2 separate regions of the Mus musculus genome follow, and region 2 is linked to region 1. Evidence: chromatin contacts called from public Hi-C data. All regions are on one chromosome and are shown on one strand. The core of a region is the stretch at or near the end of the contact, and the rest is flanking DNA. Distances in the headings are between cores, read along the strand shown. Region 1 overlaps Gm30149 (a long non-coding RNA gene). Region 2 overlaps Akap13 (A kinase (PRKA) anchor protein 13).

The links. A called contact is a pair of places that touch in the nucleus more often than the background predicts.
Region 2: a contact with region 1 is called in a Hi-C map of CD8 T cells, with 5 times the contacts expected there. The contact joins two enhancer-like sites. A contact is called at or near these places in 1 of 484 Hi-C or Micro-C datasets (CD8 T cells) and 3 of 115 datasets of contacts at active chromatin or transcription factors (acute myeloid leukemia, cardiomyocytes and large pre-B cells).

The regions. Positions count from the first base shown.
Region 1 is chr7:73,594,101-73,596,954 of GRCm38.p6, forward strand. The region is part of intron 2 of Gm30149 (a long non-coding RNA gene); the gene reads right to left. Among named protein-coding and RNA genes, the nearest start is that of Gm39036, 7.2 kb to the right of the region's middle. Within about 2 kb of position 1,256, at least 294 of the 459 cell types and tissues checked have an H3K27ac peak or open chromatin away from gene starts, as enhancers often do. A contact at or near this core is called in CD8 T cells, where this site is marked.
Region 2 is chr7:75,599,202-75,602,029 of GRCm38.p6, forward strand. All of the region lies in intron 5 of Akap13 (A kinase (PRKA) anchor protein 13), which reads left to right. Among named protein-coding and RNA genes, the nearest start is that of Akap13, 150 kb to the left of the region's middle. Within about 2 kb of position 1,315, at least 50 of the 459 cell types and tissues checked have an H3K27ac peak or open chromatin away from gene starts, as enhancers often do. A contact at or near this core is called in CD8 T cells, where this site is marked.

The DNA of each region.
Region 1 (2,854 bases), core at 6-2,505:
ACAATTTTCATCTCAGACTACCCCACCCCCACCCCGCCGCTGCTGGAAGTAGGGGACTACTTTAAGGAGCCTCTCTTAAATATCATCTATAAAGTTCACTGCACCTGGGGGGTGGGGTGGGGGGCTAACTTTGAATACAGCAGATTGCTCTCTATAATGTGGGTGGGTCTCATCCAAATTGTCAAAGAATTTTTTCTCATTCCCCGCACAGACCCTGAACCCCAGGGAAGAGGGAAGTTTTGAAATTCAGCTGTGGCCTTCTGATCTGAACTTGACTCCCCGCCCACCCCCCCACCCCCCCACCCCCCCCACCCCCGGTCTCCAGCGTGTTAGTTTACCCCCACAGTTTTGCATTTCTTGGACAATTTCTTGAAAACCAATCTCTGTAAAAATTTGAGCATTCTTTTGTTTTTCTGGAGATCCATTACTGGTCTAACCCTAGTTTACTAGTATGACCCAAACAACGAGATTCTAGAAGTTGAGATTCTAGAAGTTCCTGCTTTACATCTTAATCATAGTATCTCCAGAGACAGCATGTGCTAGCTGCCTGGAAAACCCTTCTGCAGGGTGGCCGACATCAGCCTAAGCCGTTAACCTCTAGGGAGTCATCTGTCAAAAAAGCTGCGCTCAACAGCGCAGAAATAAGCCTTTCAATTAGCGGAAAACGCCAGTCGGCTCAAGTGACAAGGGACTCTATCAGCTGATAAAACTTAATTATGCTTCTAACTACATAAATTAGTTCAAGTAAATACGTTCGAAAATACTCGATTTCCATCTTGAACCTAAAGAGGATTAATTGCAAGAAAGAAAAATTACTAGTGAGTTAAGAAAAAAAATAATTTCTTCACTGGGTCTCCCACAAAGATTAGTGCTTTGAGCGGTTATTTCATTTGCCAGTTCTGCAGGAAAATTACTATTTCCTTAATCAACACATCAGAAATTTCTGCACTTCCAGAATAAGAGGAAGAAAATCTACTGGGATTGGGGGGCGGGGAGGGGGCGGGAAATGGCCTAAGTCTCCCCAATATTCCCTACCATGGACACAAAAACACTAGGGGCTTAAGCGTTTCCCCAGCTGCGCTCAACTAAATATATCTTGGGCGGTGTTTTCATTTCTTCACTCCTCTCTTGAGCCAATCGGAAGACTAATAGCTCGGAGCCCCCTGGGAGGGCATGCGGACGTACCGCCTGCTTACAGGGCTCCTCCTGCTCTGACCAGGACGTCTGCAGGCTGGAAGCCCAGGCTGCGTGCGCACTGCGGCTCTGCCGAGTAGGGGCCTGCAGGGGTTAAAGTGGCTGCAGAGCTCATTCGTACGCCACCTGGGCCTCGGCATCAGTGACTCATTGTTTCCGCAGAGCCGGCCCAACTCTGCGTTATGGTGTCTGTAACCCAGGCAAAAGGGGGGGGGGTGTTCCTCCTTTCTACATAACGTTTTCTAAAGCTTAGTATAAAAGCAAAGAGGTAGAGTCTTTCTTCCGCGGCAACTGTAGCCAAGGTTATTTGCTCCCTTTGAGTTGAACAGTAGGGTACAAAGGTTTAAATCTACTGTCTACAAATGAAAAGGGCCAGAAGCCAGTGTTCCCTTAGTTGATGGCTGGGATGTGATTATAGAAAAGGAAGCAAGCATAGTGGATTTTAGTGACATTACCTACAATTCGTATAAATAAACAAGTTGGCCAATAAATTTGCTATGTCTAAATATAAGATCTGTACCAAATATGGATTTTCTTCATCTCCATTTCTTTGATTTGTGTGTGTGTGTGTGTGTGTGTGTGTGTGTGTGTGCCCCACGGTGTCCTTATAGAGATCAGAGGACAGCTTTTGGAAGTCAAGTTTCTCCGTCTACCTTGTGAGTTTCAGAAATAGAAACCAGATGGTCCAGCCTGTCTGCAGGGACCTACTCCTGCCCGTCCATCTCGGAGGCTCTGCGTTCCTGGTTTTGACGGAGCATGTTGTCACTAACCTCCAAAGCCAACCTTCCTTGCTCCGGCCTAGTTTCATGCTATTTGGGACAAGAGAGACGCAGGAGCTCAGGGAATGGAGTATCTTCGCCTGGCTAAGCACACCTCAGCTCCAAAGGTTTCTGGCACAACTTTGAAGACATTTTGCTATCTTTCTGTAGACTCTGCAGAGATACTGCCTCTACAGAGCAGAGTAATGTGTACATTCTCAAATCTTCTTATTTGGCCTCATTCTATTTATCTGCATTTTCAGTGTTTAAAAATAAAATGAGGAAGAGGAGGGAGAAGAGGAGGAAGAAGAGAAGGAGGGGACAGGGCATGCAGCTCAGGGGTAGAGCACTTGCCTAATATTTACAAGACTGGATTCTACCTCAATACTGGTAACACAGCAAACAGATGAAAAATATTCAAATGGAAAAGAGAAATAAATTCAGGGTGGTGGGGATGAGGTTCAATTAGGAGAGTGCTTTCTTAGTACACAAGAAGCCCTGGGTGGGATTCCCCCAGCACCTCTTACAGGAAGGACCTAGGGCATGACTGCAGTCTTAGCATGTGTGAAGTAGGAGCAGGAGGATTCAGGCTAAGGTCAGCCTCTGCTACAAAGGGAAGTCCAGGCCAGCCTCAAAGGACAAGAAGAAAACAAATGAGAAGAGAGAAGGAGGAGTAAGAGGAGGAGAAGGGAAGAAGGAGGGGAGGAAGGACAGGGGAAGGAAGAGGAGGAACGGGGAGAAAGGGAAGGAAGACAGGACGAGTCCTGTGTAGATCTGGGTGGTAGATTCTAAGTCAAACCCTAAGACCAGGATGCCACCAGGCACTCTCTTCATGAAGTAACAACCTCGAATGAATTCCAAAACACTCTGACTCTTAATAAAAACCAAAGACAGAAGAGACT
Region 2 (2,828 bases), core at 65-2,564, 2.0 Mb after region 1:
ATATGGTCTCTACAGGTTCTATCTTGCTTTTGTTGGGTATTTCAGCTAATGTCCTCTCTGTTGGGTTCTGGGAACCCCTTGGATCTCTGGCCTCTGAAACTTTCTAGTGACTACCCCCAGTTTCCTCTCCCCCACTGACACACCTTCCTTCAAATTCCTGACCCTTTGTACTTCTCTCTCATCTTCTCCATATCTCAACCGTCCCACCTCCCCCCCCCCTTCTCTGATCCCACTCTCCTTCTACCTCCTGAGATTATTTTCTTCCCCCTTCTGAGTAGGACTGTAGCATCCAAACTGTGGTGTGGTCTTCCTTCAAATGGTCTGTGAGTTGTATTGTGCGGATTCTGAGGTTTGGGGTTTTTTTTGTTGTTGTTGTTTTGTTTTGTTTTTTGATTTTTGGCTAATATCCACTTATCAGTGAATGTATACCTGAGATTCCACCTCACACCAGTCAGAATGGCTAAGATCAAAATCTCAGGTGACAGCAGATGCTGGCGAGGATGTGGAGAAAGAGGAACACTCCTCCATTGCTGGTGGGATTGCAAGCTGATACAAACACTCTGGATATCAGTCTGGTGGTTCCTCAGAAAATTGGATAGTTCTACTTGAGGACCCAGCTTATACCACTCCTGGGCATATACCCAAAAGATGCTCCACTATATAACAAGGACACATGCTCCACTATGTTAATAGCACCCTTCATTATAATGGCCAGAAGCTGGAAACAACACAAATGTCCCTCAACAGAGGAATGGATACAGAAAATGTAGTACATTTACACAATGGAGTACTACTCAGCTATTAAAAACAATGACTTCATGAAATTCACAGGCAAATGGATGGATCTAGAAAATATCGCCCTGAGTGAGGTAACTCAGTCACAAAAGAACACACATGGTATGCTATAATCTCAGCATTAGACAAACGAAAATAGAAAGATTATGAGTTCTGGCCCAGCCTGAGGGTCATATTGTAATCTAAGAACAATGGGGTAAATTGCATTTAGAAAACCTTGTATTTATTACAGTTTATCTCCATCTTTTACTAGCAACCCAATAATCTTTTAAGTAAATTTCTCCCATTGGGTTGTTAGTGTCTTCAGGTGTCTTATACTGCTCCTGGTTTTTAAATCATGAGTACTTAACACATTGGGCCATTTGAAGAATTTTTTTTTAAGGTTATCTGTCTACCCACTCCAGAAGCAAAGCAATTCTTACTTTTTTTTTTCCTTTGTAGTAGAATCTTAACAAATACCTGAGCACCTGTAGTGTGCCAAGGGAGTGTCTAGTAAACAGTGGAAACATGTTGTTCAGAAGACACATGTCCTTTGTGCCCAGGTGAGGTTAAAGATGAGTAACTAAACCACAGTAGTCATGCTGCGCTCAGAAGAATGTTTTCCAGAGCCATGTTAGAAACCGCACACAGTTTGGTGCTCGTGAAAATGTTTGAAAACAATATAAATTACCGTTGACAAGAAGTTTGAAAGTTTGAAGGCTTTTTCAGGATCTGTTTGAATATGACAATTTAAGACAGTTACTACTGTCTAATGTAGTCATAAAATGATGTCTGTACTGCATAAATGCCAGTTGATAATAAAATACCTTTTGCTTTCATCATAGTGGGAGTTTTCTCACCATGATCTAGAAAGGGAGTTGAGGAGGAGGAAGTGGCGGAGATCTCTGTAGAGCTTTCTGTACTATTAAGTTCCTTTATCTGCAGGTCTCCATTTCACTCGGTTTTTTAAAAAAGATCTTTACCAGGACATCCTGATTCACCAACTAAAAGAAACAAAATTTCTGTAGTGTGTGTGTAGGTAGGCTTTTGTGTCCTGCCAGACTTGGTTTAGTTACAATAAAATCATTGCATGTAGCTTTAAAAGTAAACTTTAGGTAACCAGGCACAAGTTAAGGCTAAGAGACAACTTAATCACTAATGGTAGCTATAGGAAAGGTTCTACTTAAAACCATGCAGAGTGGATCCTCTGCAGATGCAAAGCACACTAAACAAAGAATGTAACTTTGAAATGAAAAATGAGGTGATTTTATATATAAAGAAGGTCCATGTTTTGAGAATGGTAGGATGTGTGGGCAGACCTTGGTAAAGGCGGGGGGTTGGGGGGAGTAATAGGCAACACAAGCTATACCTTCCCTGTGCTTAGCCCTTGATGTTCATTTTATCCATTTCTTGAAATAGTGATTGAACTGTCATATCCCTATGTACAGATTATAGAAGTAAGTTCCAGAAAAATTAGGACACTTTATGGTATATAAGCAAGAAATTCAATACTTGGATTTAAATCCAGAAATCTCAGCTCTGTTCATTATACGTTGTATCTGAATGACAAAAAAAGGACACAATACCTAGGATCAGCGCTTCCAAGAAGTGCATCCAAAAACATAAGACGCTCCTTGACTTGAAATGTGTGACAAAATATATATAGTGAGAATATGACAGTAGGTGATACACTGCATGCTTTATCTCTGTTCATCTTAAACCCTTAAATCCCTCCATACAGCCCAAAACCCATGTGCAGGGTGCATTGCCTGGGTGGATCTTGTGAGGAGAGGTCAAGTTAGAAGTGCTGTGAGCTGTATAGAAGAAGCCCACTTGGCTTGAAACAAACCCAGTTGCATATAATAACAGAACACTGATGAGAGAGCTCATTACTTCTTTCCGTGGTCACTTGTTTTAACATGTTTTCAAGTAAGCCTTTTCTCCTTACTAAACCTGAAGTTTCCTACATTTATCAGAAAAATAGTTTCATGTTTTTATTCTTAGGCCAGAAGTTATTCATGTCTGTACTCATACGAACTTTATTTGTATACCAC